Regions from separate parts of the Sus scrofa genome. Here all the other regions are linked to region 1. A link is a contact called in public HiChIP or PLAC-seq data. All regions are on one chromosome and are shown on one strand. Each heading gives the region's core, a stretch centred on a gene start, on an enhancer-like site or on the middle of the called end of the contact. The rest is flanking DNA. Distances are from core to core; before and after follow the strand shown. Region 1 has its middle 21 kb from the start of TRNAN-GUU. Region 2 has its middle 89 kb from the start of SPAG6. Region 3 overlaps DNAJC1 (dnaJ homolog subfamily C member 1). Region 4 holds the start of DNAJC1 (dnaJ homolog subfamily C member 1).

What was found. HiChIP or PLAC-seq counts read pairs in DNA pulled down with a chosen protein or histone mark.
Region 2: an H3K27ac HiChIP or PLAC-seq map of skeletal muscle shows a contact between it and region 1. The contact joins two enhancer-like sites. A contact is called at or near these places in 1 of 5 promoter capture datasets (liver), 1 of 47 Hi-C or Micro-C datasets (heart right ventricle) and 2 of 2 datasets of contacts at active chromatin or transcription factors (alveolar macrophages and skeletal muscle).
Region 3: a contact with region 1 is called in an H3K27ac HiChIP or PLAC-seq map of alveolar macrophages. The contact joins two enhancer-like sites. A contact is called at or near these places in 2 of 47 Hi-C or Micro-C datasets (embryonic fibroblasts and heart right ventricle) and 2 of 2 datasets of contacts at active chromatin or transcription factors (alveolar macrophages and skeletal muscle).
Region 4: a contact with region 1 is called in an H3K27ac HiChIP or PLAC-seq map of alveolar macrophages. The contact joins the promoter of DNAJC1 here to the enhancer-like site in region 1. A contact is called at or near these places in 2 of 5 promoter capture datasets (fetal liver and liver), 4 of 47 Hi-C or Micro-C datasets (embryonic fibroblasts, epiblast stem cells, heart right ventricle and 1 more) and 2 of 2 datasets of contacts at active chromatin or transcription factors (alveolar macrophages and skeletal muscle).

The regions. Positions count from the first base shown.
Region 1 is chr10:52,654,350-52,657,049 of Sscrofa11.1, reverse strand. No RefSeq gene overlaps it. Among named protein-coding and RNA genes, the nearest start is that of TRNAN-GUU, 21 kb to the left of the region's middle. Within about 2 kb of position 1,444, at least 65 of the 83 cell types and tissues checked have an H3K27ac peak or open chromatin away from gene starts, as enhancers often do. A contact at or near this core is called in alveolar macrophages, epiblast stem cells, fetal liver and 2 more, where this site is marked.
Region 2 is chr10:52,481,858-52,484,564 of Sscrofa11.1, reverse strand. No RefSeq gene overlaps it. Among named protein-coding and RNA genes, the nearest start is that of SPAG6, 89 kb to the left of the region's middle. Within about 2 kb of position 1,269, at least 57 of the 83 cell types and tissues checked have an H3K27ac peak or open chromatin away from gene starts, as enhancers often do. A contact at or near this core is called in skeletal muscle, where this site is marked.
Region 3 is chr10:52,907,918-52,910,676 of Sscrofa11.1, reverse strand. All of the region lies in intron 1 of DNAJC1 (dnaJ homolog subfamily C member 1), which reads right to left. Among named protein-coding and RNA genes, the nearest start is that of DNAJC1, 46 kb to the right of the region's middle. Within about 2 kb of position 1,461, at least 3 of the 83 cell types and tissues checked have an H3K27ac peak or open chromatin away from gene starts, as enhancers often do. A contact at or near this core is called in alveolar macrophages, where this site is marked.
Region 4 is chr10:52,861,467-52,864,166 of Sscrofa11.1, reverse strand. DNAJC1 (dnaJ homolog subfamily C member 1) reads right to left here and starts at 1,354. Exons shown (of 12, transcript XM_005668160.2): 1 at 834-1,354. The coding sequence starts at 1,031.

The DNA.
Region 1 (2,700 bases), core at 195-2,694:
GGAAAAGCACCCTCTGCTTTATCTTTAATGTAGCAACAACCTATTTCTCCTTGTCTCACTGAGCAGCGCTTAGAGACCTTGAACTTCAAAATCATACTGCGTCTACAGAAACTATCCGAGAACCCACAATTTGGGGGGCGTTATGTATTCGAAAGCATCGGTCTCTTGAAAGAGTTCATCCTTTTTTTTTTTTTTCTTTTTTTTTTTTTTTAGGATCAAAGTCAACTATGCGTGTAAAGAAAAGGTAATTTTCAAAAAAGCTTGGCCTTAAAAACATAAGTTATCACAGTGCTTGGGGTTCCCTCTAGAAAAACAAGAAACAAAAAAAGAAAAAACACTTAACATTGCTGTTTTCTCTGCACGCTTCTCTTAAAATGGTCCTCAGAAGTCCCTCGGGAAAATGAAACCCACCTATCCAAATTATGCCACCCCCCCACGGACGCTGCAAAAGCGATATTCTCAGCTTAAAAGATCTTTTTTAAAAGGTATTTACTTCTGCGTAAGCCCCGAGCCTCCTCCGGGGCGATGACGCCCGGCTGCTGAGACGGCGCCGCCGCGCGAGTCTGGGCGCAGAGCCGCGGGGGGCGAAGGCGCGGGGCGAGGGCACGACTAATTAGAGGAGATGTTTGGGTTCTAAATAAAACCTGTCTCTACCAAACCAACTCGTTACCTAGCCCCGCCGTCCCTACCACCTTCGCTCTCGACACGCCGAAAACAGCCAGTGAGACGGGCGGGGGAGTGCGAGCCCAGAAAGGGAACTGAGAAGAGAAGCGCCTGTGACACAAAATGGAGAAGGAGGAACCGAGAGGGGAAAGAAAAGACTGGAAAGCGGGGGAAGGAGGTTGTCAATAGAAAAGCAAAGGGGTGATGGGGTAGAGATTACGTGGAGGAAAGCCGAGGAGGGGGGGCGTGGAAGGACTGGAAACATCAACTAGACGAACTAAGAGGAGGAAAGAAAGACGTTCAAAGGCTGAGGCTCCATTTTCAGCAGCGCCATTTCGCTTTTCCTTTCGCCGCGTTTTGTTTGGTTTTGTTTGCAGCCGGTGGATGGGCGCCAGCGCATTTCTGCAGTTTCAGCAGCTTTGGTCCGACAGATGGGGAGGGACGCAGAGCCCCGGCGCTGGCGCGGCCCCCTCCCCGGCCTGGACGTTCCGCGCACCTCCCGCCCCCGCCGCTCCCGGCGGCTCTGCGGCCTCCCCCTCGGTCCCCGGCCGGGAGGAGATGCGGCGCCCGGACCGGCGGCGACCCCCTGGCCCCGCAGAGCCCTCCAGTTCCGCCTGCGGGGCGGGTGGTGGGCGCGTGCGGCGAAGGGCTGGGGGAATCGGGAAGCGTCGAGGAAAGAAACCGAAAAAGACCAACGGCACGGGCGGAGAGGAAGGGAGGACGCACGCCAGGGATGGGGGTGTGGGGAGGGGCGCCTGAAAATAGACCTTCCGAGGGTGGCTGGGGGCCCAGCCCGCATTCCGCCCCGGGGCGGGCGGCCTGTCTAGCACCTCCACCTGCGCCGGGCAGCGGGGACGGCGCGGCCTCGTTCGCGCGCTCGCGCCGGGGCTGCGTCCCCAGCCAACACAGAGCCCGGCTGCCCAACGCGGCGCCGGGCCCAGGCCGCCAGGCCTCTCCCAGCTGCCGGAAGAACGGCCAAGGTCGGGCTCGGCTGGGAGCCCCAGTAGGGCCCGGAGGGAAGGACGGGACAATGCCAGCCTCGGGGCGCCCGGCCGGGAGGCGGCACCGGACGCCGGTCTGCGGGGTGCAAGTCCCAGGGATTTTTCGGTGCGGGCGGTGTCTCGAAGCGTCTTTGGGGTTAAGTTCTGGGGCAACTGGAGGCAGTTCAGGAAACAAAGTCAGGCTTTCTCACCCCCGACCCCCCAACTGTTAGTTTCCGTCTACTTATAGTGGGTCCATTGTAACAGTGTCCAACTGCGCCCTGGGTACATTTATTTCGTACCCCTCCCCTTTTTTCTTCACTTGCACTTGACTTTGTCCTCCGCTCCAAGTGATGTTATCTCCGGCGCTAGAGGAGTCCGGGGTTGCCGGCGCCCGCATCCCCACCGCTAGGTTCATGGCATCCGCGGCCCCCGAACCTCTGGGGAGGAGGAGTGGGGGCACACCAGGCAGGGAGGCCATGCGTCTGGGGCGGCGGCCGGTCTCTGCCCAGCTCCCGGCACGGACTTGTGCGGGGCGGCCGCCGCCAAAGAGGCACCGCGGCCAGACCCGCCGACCCGCCGTCGGGTTCCTCGCCGCCGGGCAACATGGGCCAGGACCGCCGACTCCTGCTTCCCCGGCCCTCCTTCCTCCCCCTGTAGGGGTGTGGTGACTTGAGGCTGGAAGTGACAGAGTCTACAGGCCGGTAGAGCGGAGCCCTTGGATGTGGCGACCCGGGATCACCGCAATGATAACCAAACCGCACAAGGTCCCGGGGCGTCTCAGTCAGCGCTTCCCTGGTTTTGCACCAAGAAGAGTCCTCACTTCTATGCGCCCTGGGTCACTGCGTCCTCCTATCATGGTCACCTCTAACCACAGAGCACTGTGCGTGCTACCGGCCCCCGGAGTGCTCGAATCTCTCAGACCTCGCAAAAAAAGCAGACGCGCCACCTAAACTTGGTGCCTTAGACGCTCCTCTGACGCAGGCGGCACAACCTTCCGATCCACTCACTGCGCCAGCCACGCACGCGCAGGCCCACCTGCGGCTCTGCCGTGCAC
Region 2 (2,707 bases), core at 20-2,519, 170 kb after region 1:
ACTTTGGCGCATGCTGGCCACATTGGGCTCCAATGCCCCACTCTTCTGGGTGTGCCTCCTGATCTTCCAGGCAATTGTTAGGGAGACAAGAACAAGGTTTTCTACCTGACTCTGGGACTGGTGCGAGGAGCCATCAGAGGCTGGGTGTGGGGTAGGCATGCCTAAATCTGATCCTCACCTGCGGGAGGCTGTGGACAGAAGCAGCCCTGGACGTGGAGGTTAGGCCTCTGCCTTGAGCTACATACAGGCTAAGACCACGCGGAGATGGGACTGACCGAACCAGGGAGGTGCATAAGCCAGGTCTGGTCCAGGGCACCCTTCTAGGCCCTGATCTATTCCTAGTGCGGCTGTTCTCTGATTCTTATGGGAGGCGGAGCCACTCAATTCAGAGATGGCATACAATTTAGCTCTCAGATTTTTTAAGTGTATTTCCCACCAACCTGTCTGTTCTATGTTCCTCTATCACCCTTACCCACTACCTTAACTCTCTCTTCCACAATATTTTTTGAGGTGTAATTCACATATAATAAAATTCACCCATTGAAGACTACAGAGCGTTGAATTTTGGTAGCTGAGTATGTCCTGTAACAACCATTCCTATTCAAGGCATGGAATTGTTCTTTCGCCCCCAAATCCTCCCTCCTGCTCCTTGGCCTTCCATCTTCTCGCTTTTTTCACCCTCTCCGGCAACTGCTTTCATCACTTTTGCTTCTTCCAGATTTTCAGATGAACACAGACTAAGGTCTTTTGTGTTTGCCTACCTCCGCCCCCAGCATTTTTTCAGATCCATCTATGTTGCTGCATGTATGAACACTGGGTTCTTTTTCACTCCTCGCTCTATTTTGGAGAACTTACTCCGTGTGCATTTTACCTGCATTCGCTCACTTGGAGTCCTCACAACCACCCAGTTTCACGACACCGGACCTGATGCTCGGAGCGCCTGAAGGGGAGCTTGGGGAGGGGGGGACTCCGGGCCGACTTGGGTCAGTCGGGCCGCCGCGCACGCCGTAGTCCGGAGCCCGCCCCGCGGCACCTGCTGTCCAGCTAGGGGTACACGTGGGGCCTGGCCGTGTACGACAAACCGCCCGGAACCGAGGCCCCGCCGGGACGCCTGCGAGGCCGGAGCCGTCGCCCCCCGCACCGCATCCTGGCCGCTCCTACCGCCGCGGGCCTCCAGGGCCGCCTCCCCGCGCGGGGCAGCCCCAGGGCTCCCGCCAGGAGCGGAGGCGGGGCCGCGGGCGGGGGGCGGGGGAGCTCGTTTCCGCGGACGCGTCACGGCGCCCGGGCGTCTCACCGCGCGCCGCCCGCCGTTTCCCTCCGCGCGCGGACGGCGCTACTTCCCGCAGGCCCCCCCCCCCCCGCCACTGAGGAGCGGAGTCGTGCGTGAGGGGAGCGCGGGCCCTTCGTTCTCCAGCCGCCGCCCGACGTGGCCGCCGCGTCCTTGCCGCTGCATCGGAACCAGCGAGAGGAGTGGTTCCGAGTCTCTTTCTCCCCCTCCGCAGCCGCCTCGCCACAGCAACCCGCGGAGACTGACTTGAAGGACGCGATGGAGACAAAGATGCCGGGGCTCTGCCCTGCGGCGAGGAGCGGCCTGCCCGCAGCTATTGTCTGTCTGCCTGACGGGAGCGGCGGCTCTATTTTTCTTCTTCCGAACGTGGTGCTTCGGCAGCAGCAGCAGAGAGACTGACAAGGAGGCTTTGTCTCCGGAAAAAGAGCTGTTGCGAAACGGCGCCTCCTGAATGGCCGCCGGGCCGCCCTCCGCGGGCTCCGCCGGCGACGTTTTCCATGTCAATTAAAGCCGGAAAGCCTGCTCCTTCCCTCCCGACGTTTTCTTTCCGTTTGGAGTCTTGGTGTCTGAGTCGTAGAGGGCCGCCCTCCGCTTGAACTGACTCCATCTCCTTTACTGTGGTAGCGATTGTGAAAATTGTTGAGGACCGAGTTCTCTTTGGGCCCTTTTAGAACGTCTCTTCTTTTCCTCTCTCAGAGGGAAGTGGACTGAGAAGCTGGCGGTGGGCGATGCTCACGCAGACTCACAGCCCCGAAATGCCTTTCGCTGAGTCCCACCTGACGCGGGCTGAGGAGAGGGCTGTTGGGGGTTCAAGTTATTTGGGGATCCCGTTATTTTGTGATTTTAATGAATATCCCGTGAAACTGCCTGATCAGAGAAAGTGGAAGGCGATTGAGTCTCAGAAAGGGGCTTCCAGTCCGCTAAGCGGGCGTCTATTGTCTGGTTACACAACAGCCCACAGTGACAGAAAAGAGCAAAGGAGATTTTTTGTGGGCACTGAAGTCAGGCTTGGGCTTGGCGCTTGTGACCGCCGATCTGCCATGCTCCTCTTTTGTCTCTCTTCCTAGTGTTTCTTACCACCTGATAATGTTGCATATTTTACGTATTTGTTTTTTAGTTTCTCTCTCCCACATAACCTCTGAGAGCTGGGAGTCGTTTGGTCCCTGTGTTTCTCTAGAGCCTAGCACAGTGCCTGGCCAGGTACTGGGGGCTTCGTAAATATTTACCAACTCAGTGAGTACAAAACACACATGGAACATATTATTTAAAGGCATTCTGAGAAAAACACCAAACCGAAAACCGCGTGAAACAAGGAAACTTGACCTTTTCAAACCTGATTTTTGATTTGGCAACAGTGATTGTTAAGGAAGAGCTAAGAGATAGTGATATCGCTATTTGGTTTTCCAAAGAATAATCAAA
Region 3 (2,759 bases), core at 212-2,711, 250 kb before region 1:
AAAATGTGTTTATTTATAAATAATGTATTAGTATGACAGTACAATCTCTTGGAAGGCTACAGAGGAGCTAGAAAGCAATCACTTCTTGAAACATGAGTTCTTCAAAACACAATAGGACATAATGCTTGTGAATGTGGAAATGATTTAAAATCTCTTATTAAATCAGTTAAAAGTAGAAGGAAAAAAAAACCCCTATACTCAAATTAATGCAGAAATTATTTCAATAGTTTATTCCCGGTTTTCGTACATGGGTAAAATGAAGGAAAATTTTTGAAACTTCATTGTTAAGCTAGCTAGGCTTATTTCACTTTTCCTTCTGGAATTTTACTTTTTGTTTTGTTTTTAAGCAGTACACAGAAAAGATAGAAAAGGAAAATTCAAATATATTATACTCAAATTTTAAATGTTTCAACTATTCAAGGTGAGTAAAAGGTTTAAAAATGTACTGCCTACAGTATAACTGGTGGCATCTCACCTCTCACTAAGACAGATATAATTTCTTTGAGCTACTCCTCTGAATTAATTTAATGTGTTTTTAGTAAAACTGCTTTCCTAGAAAGTCTCCAATTGGGAGGAAGTGGAGAATGAGGCTGAGATAAAGAGCAAGTATTTTAAAGAAGAGATGCTATTAATTTGTCCTAAACTTCTTTTGACCTTTGATTCCTAATGTACACTACAGGTCACCAAACACAATCTGCCTGGAATTAGAAATTTTCCATACTGATTCCATCAGTGCTGATTTGGACACTATTACGATATTACATCTAAGTGCTTCTTAGATTCAATATTTTGTCGTTTACTTTATTCCTAAAGTGACTTTGTGCAATGGTTTCTGACATTCCTTAAACATAGTAAATATGCAGATTTTCAAATGTTTATAATTATAGATTTAAACATTAAAGACTACAAGTTGGTAAGGAAATACAGATTGATTAGTACTAATACTTTTGTTATATCCCATTCTTTGAATCACAACATGAGAAATATCTGAGAAATCAAACTAGTCTTCAATAGTTCCACTCCAACCCAGAATAGACCTATATTAAAACGTGAAATTAAAATTAAAACAAAATAAACTTTTAGATATTATTATTGATTAAAATCACAATTATCTGGAAAATAATTTGATAAGCTAACAAAACTATGAATGATGATAATATACTTCTAGTTCTTTATCTGAATAATTTAGGCTTACTTTGCTAATTGTAACAAATACAGTTCTATAAGCCTACAGGATTTTGCAGGGGACTCTAGTAAAGACAATTTGATAAAAAATTTTTTATGTCAAAACAAATTAGCATTTAAAAAACAAATTAGGACTTACACTGATAACAAAACACTCTCTTTCAAAACCTTGACAATCGTATATTTTTGTAATGATCATTTGTATAGAATGAATCAGAAAGAAGAACTAGTATACGTAGAGAAAAATGCCCATGACTAAGAAGTCAGGAATTCAAGACAGAAAGAGGAATGATCCTCTACTCTTAAGTCTTTAAGCAGTTATGACTACTTTAAATGTAAAAAGCACATCAAGCAAGCTTGTGCAATTTAAGTTTCACTTTGTGTTTAAATTCTTATTATTCTAGAATAACACCATTTTATGTATTATTTATGAAGTATTTAAATGAGTATAACTGATTAATTACTTAAGTATTCTTAATTTAGAGATAAACTCTGACATATTAAGGTTTTTTAGTATAAAAGGGTTTAAAGGAAGGCTTTTCATCACATCAAAACATACCCATTAAGATAAAATGTACCTATTTTTAAATGCAGAACTTATGCTAGCCTGTAAGAAAAAAAACTTTAGAAATACCCTAAAGGTTATTTCATTAGTTTCTTTACATACACATAATATCCATCCAACATATAAAACATTACTCCTTTTCTTAATTTCATATATTTTCAAAATTGACAAAATATTCTTAACAAACATTATTACAAGTCTATGAAAAATTTTAAAAGACACACTTTTAGCCTAGAATAGGTGACATTCGAAGTGAACTTTGAAATTCATTTTATAGCAAAGCTACATTCTCAATAAACTGAGTAACAAAAGCAAAAGGAAATGAAAGGATTTTTTAAAAAATGAAAATTTATTATCAAATCAAATATCATAAAATCTAAGATGAATACTTAAACACAAGTTAAATATTTAAATTTCAACACTTTGTTAAACTAGTCAGTGTATCAGGTCTGGAATGAGTTTAAAATGTAGGTTAAAAAAACCTAAAATATTGGATTAATTCCTATACATGTATTTTCATAATACAACAGCTTAACACACATCTACCACTGTACCTAATAAAGTTTCCTTTTTGCAGGTCATCTTCAGTTACTTAAGTTTACTTAGCTATTATTTATTACTTTTATGCTATAGTTCAATTAATATGTTAACAAGAGCACTAAGTCAACACAGGTTTATTTAAGATCTTATCAAAATATTAAAACAAAATACTATCTAGCTGGCATTTATAGAACAGATGACTAGAAAGTTGAAAATTTTTCTACACAATTCTTTATGTTTACACTATTATTTCTTATTAATAACTAATTAATTCATCTTCCTCAAGGTATCATAAAATATTTATTACAGATGTACATATTTTAAGTATATTCATATAGTATATAATCCACTCTACACACTTTATACACTCTTTGCCTCACACAGATTTCATTATTTAGTTAACCTTCATTAATAAGCTACTAATTCATACTGAAGTTTCGTTTTTGGTTATTGGCTAAATTTTTTTTTA
Region 4 (2,700 bases), core at 105-2,604, 210 kb before region 1:
CACTCCCGGGGTGTAAGCAGAGTAACAAACGGATGTTACCAGTTAAAGTCTCAAGCCAAAAAGAACGAAACGAAAGGAAAAGAAAAAGACAAAGATCCTGCGCTACTGGTCGGGCTTCTCTTGCCGGAGCCCCCCAGGTGCCTCCACCGTCCCGGAACACTCGAGAGCTCCTTCTACGAATTCCAGGACCAATACCGCAGGGGTTTCAAGTTTCTCCAGATTTCTAAACTGTGCTACAAACCCTATCCAACAGGCTAAATAGATTCCAAACTTAGGCAAGAACGAACAACTTCTGCCATCCAGACACCAACCAAAATGCATTCCCACCTTCCCGGAAAGGCAGAGGAAAGGAGGCTGCTACAAGACAGATAAGTGCAATTGGGAAAATGAAAATTTAGAGACACGACTACTCTTTCCCACATTCACGCGGCAGGAAAGGAAAGAGTAAAAGATTTACCCACGCCACTCTTCCTTGTTCCTCCAGCAAAGCTTGGCGCAAAAATCTCCCCAGAATGGCAGAGAAAAAGAGAAGGGTCCCTACCCCAGGCTGGTGGCACCTCCAGCCTGTCACTGAGACCGGAACTTGAGAAGGGGAGCCGGGCGGTGAGGAATTGGGGAAGGCAGGCCATTCCCTCTGAGGCTGGTTACGAGGAGACCCCGGTGGGTCGGACTGAGGACGGCAGCCGAACCCGGGATGGCCAAGTCTTGCCCCGCATGCCCGGCTCCCGCGGAGGAATCGGGGTCACAGTCCGCCCCACCCCCTCCTTTCCGCCGGGACCGGCAGGTTTCTGTCCCAACGCGCAGCCCTCGGGCGGGCGGGTGGCCCCGCTTACCTGCTGCACCCCGAGGAACTGGTAGAAGTTGAGCTGCACCTCCTCCACCAAGTCAAACAACTCCAGGTCTCCGCTCTCCCAGCCGCGCGCGGGGCCCGCGGCCGCCAGCAGCAGCAACAGCAGCGGCGGCGGGAACGGCAAGAGCCGGAGCCGGCGGCGCGGAGGAAGCCGGGCCAGCCGGGAGCAAGGAGCCGTCATCGCGCCGGGCTCGGAGAGGTCACCCGCCGCGCAGCGCCGTCGGCCGAGACCGGGGACGTGGCGGACAGCGCGGGCTGTGGAAACAGTGCCTTTCAGTTAGGAGCACCGGCAGCCGCCGCGAAGTCGCCCGCCCCACGGCCGGTCCTGGATGGAGGGCAGGGGCGGCGGGAGCGGACGGACACAGCGGCGGGAGAGCGGGAGGGGCCGCGGTCAGCTCCACCCTTCGCGGACCCTTACCCTTCACCCAGGCCTACAGACAGCTGGAAAGCCAGCGCCGGGAGCTGAGGTTGCTCGGGGGAGAGGCTTCCCCTCGCCTCAGCCTATCCCAGGCCTCGCTTCCGGTGACATCACGTCTCCTAGCAACCTCCGGAGAGGGGGCGGGGCCGGAAGTAGGGAAGCCGGTGCCCCAGACCTGGGCCTTGGAGAAGTGCCTCTCGTCGTGGCGCGCTGGAGAAGTTCTACGTGTATTGACACAGATTAAGAGACGTGGGTAGTTGTGGACATCGCACATCTACCTGGAACATCCCAAGTATCTTTGAAGCAGCTACTTTCTTACGCTACCAAAACTAAAAGCACGTTTGAGGACTGATTAATTGATTACAGCCTCTGTTGCATACATTTCAATATTCCATCTGCAAAGAGAAGGAACTGAACGCAGGGCCTAAAAGGGGCAGATCTACAGAATAAAATATCCTCTTGAGAGAGGTGAAGAAGACATTAAATTTGAACCAAGACAAAAAGTAAACTTCTAATTATGAATTAAGGTTTACAGGCATAATACCATAAAACAGGTAGCCTGATAGAAATTAATTAGAAATTAATAAACCTGGCTAAGTCATTAAGTCACACAGTCTTAAGGGAAGTGTAGTGTATCCATTTCAGCAGCTTTCCAACTGGGGTTCCTTTCCCAACTGATGTCTGTTTTTAAAGACATTAGGCTAAAAACCCCCACTCTTTCCCATCAGTGTCTCACTTCCCACTCTATTTTTAAGTCGTTTTTTTTTTTTTTTCTTCCACGACTATCGCTTTCTCTTATGTCAATCTTATTTTCTTCAAAGCTTTCTCACATTTCTCCTTTCTGACTCCCTACTCTTGATAAGGAAGCAGAAGGGAAGGAAAAAATGCTGTATAACTCAGGATGCTTGACCAGTTTTGAGTTTGATCTTATGCTTTTCCCTTCTGAGATTCCACCAGCTGAATTTAGTTCCATGGGATAATGATAAAGCTACTTTTGCTCTCATGGCAAGAATATATTATGTTTGACAAAGTTTACAAAAACAGCATCCAGGAAGTAAATCTTACTGAAGAAATCCTTCTATTATTGCAGTTTTAGATGTATTTTTATTTATTTATTTTTGTCTTTTTGACTTTTCCAGGGCTGCTTCTGACGGCATATGGAGGTTCCCAGGCTAGGGGTCTAATCGGAGCTGTAGCCACCGACCTGCACCAGAGCCACAGCAACGTGGGATCCGAGCCTCGTCTGCAACGTACACCACAGATTACAGCAATGCCACATCCTTAACCCACTGAGCAAGGCCAGGGATCGAACCTGCAACCTCATGGTTCCTAGTCAGATTCGTTAACCACTGAGCCACGAAGGGAACTCCCTAGAAGTATTTTTAAATAGTTATAAATGAATGCAAGTGTATCTTGCTTAAAAGTAATATAT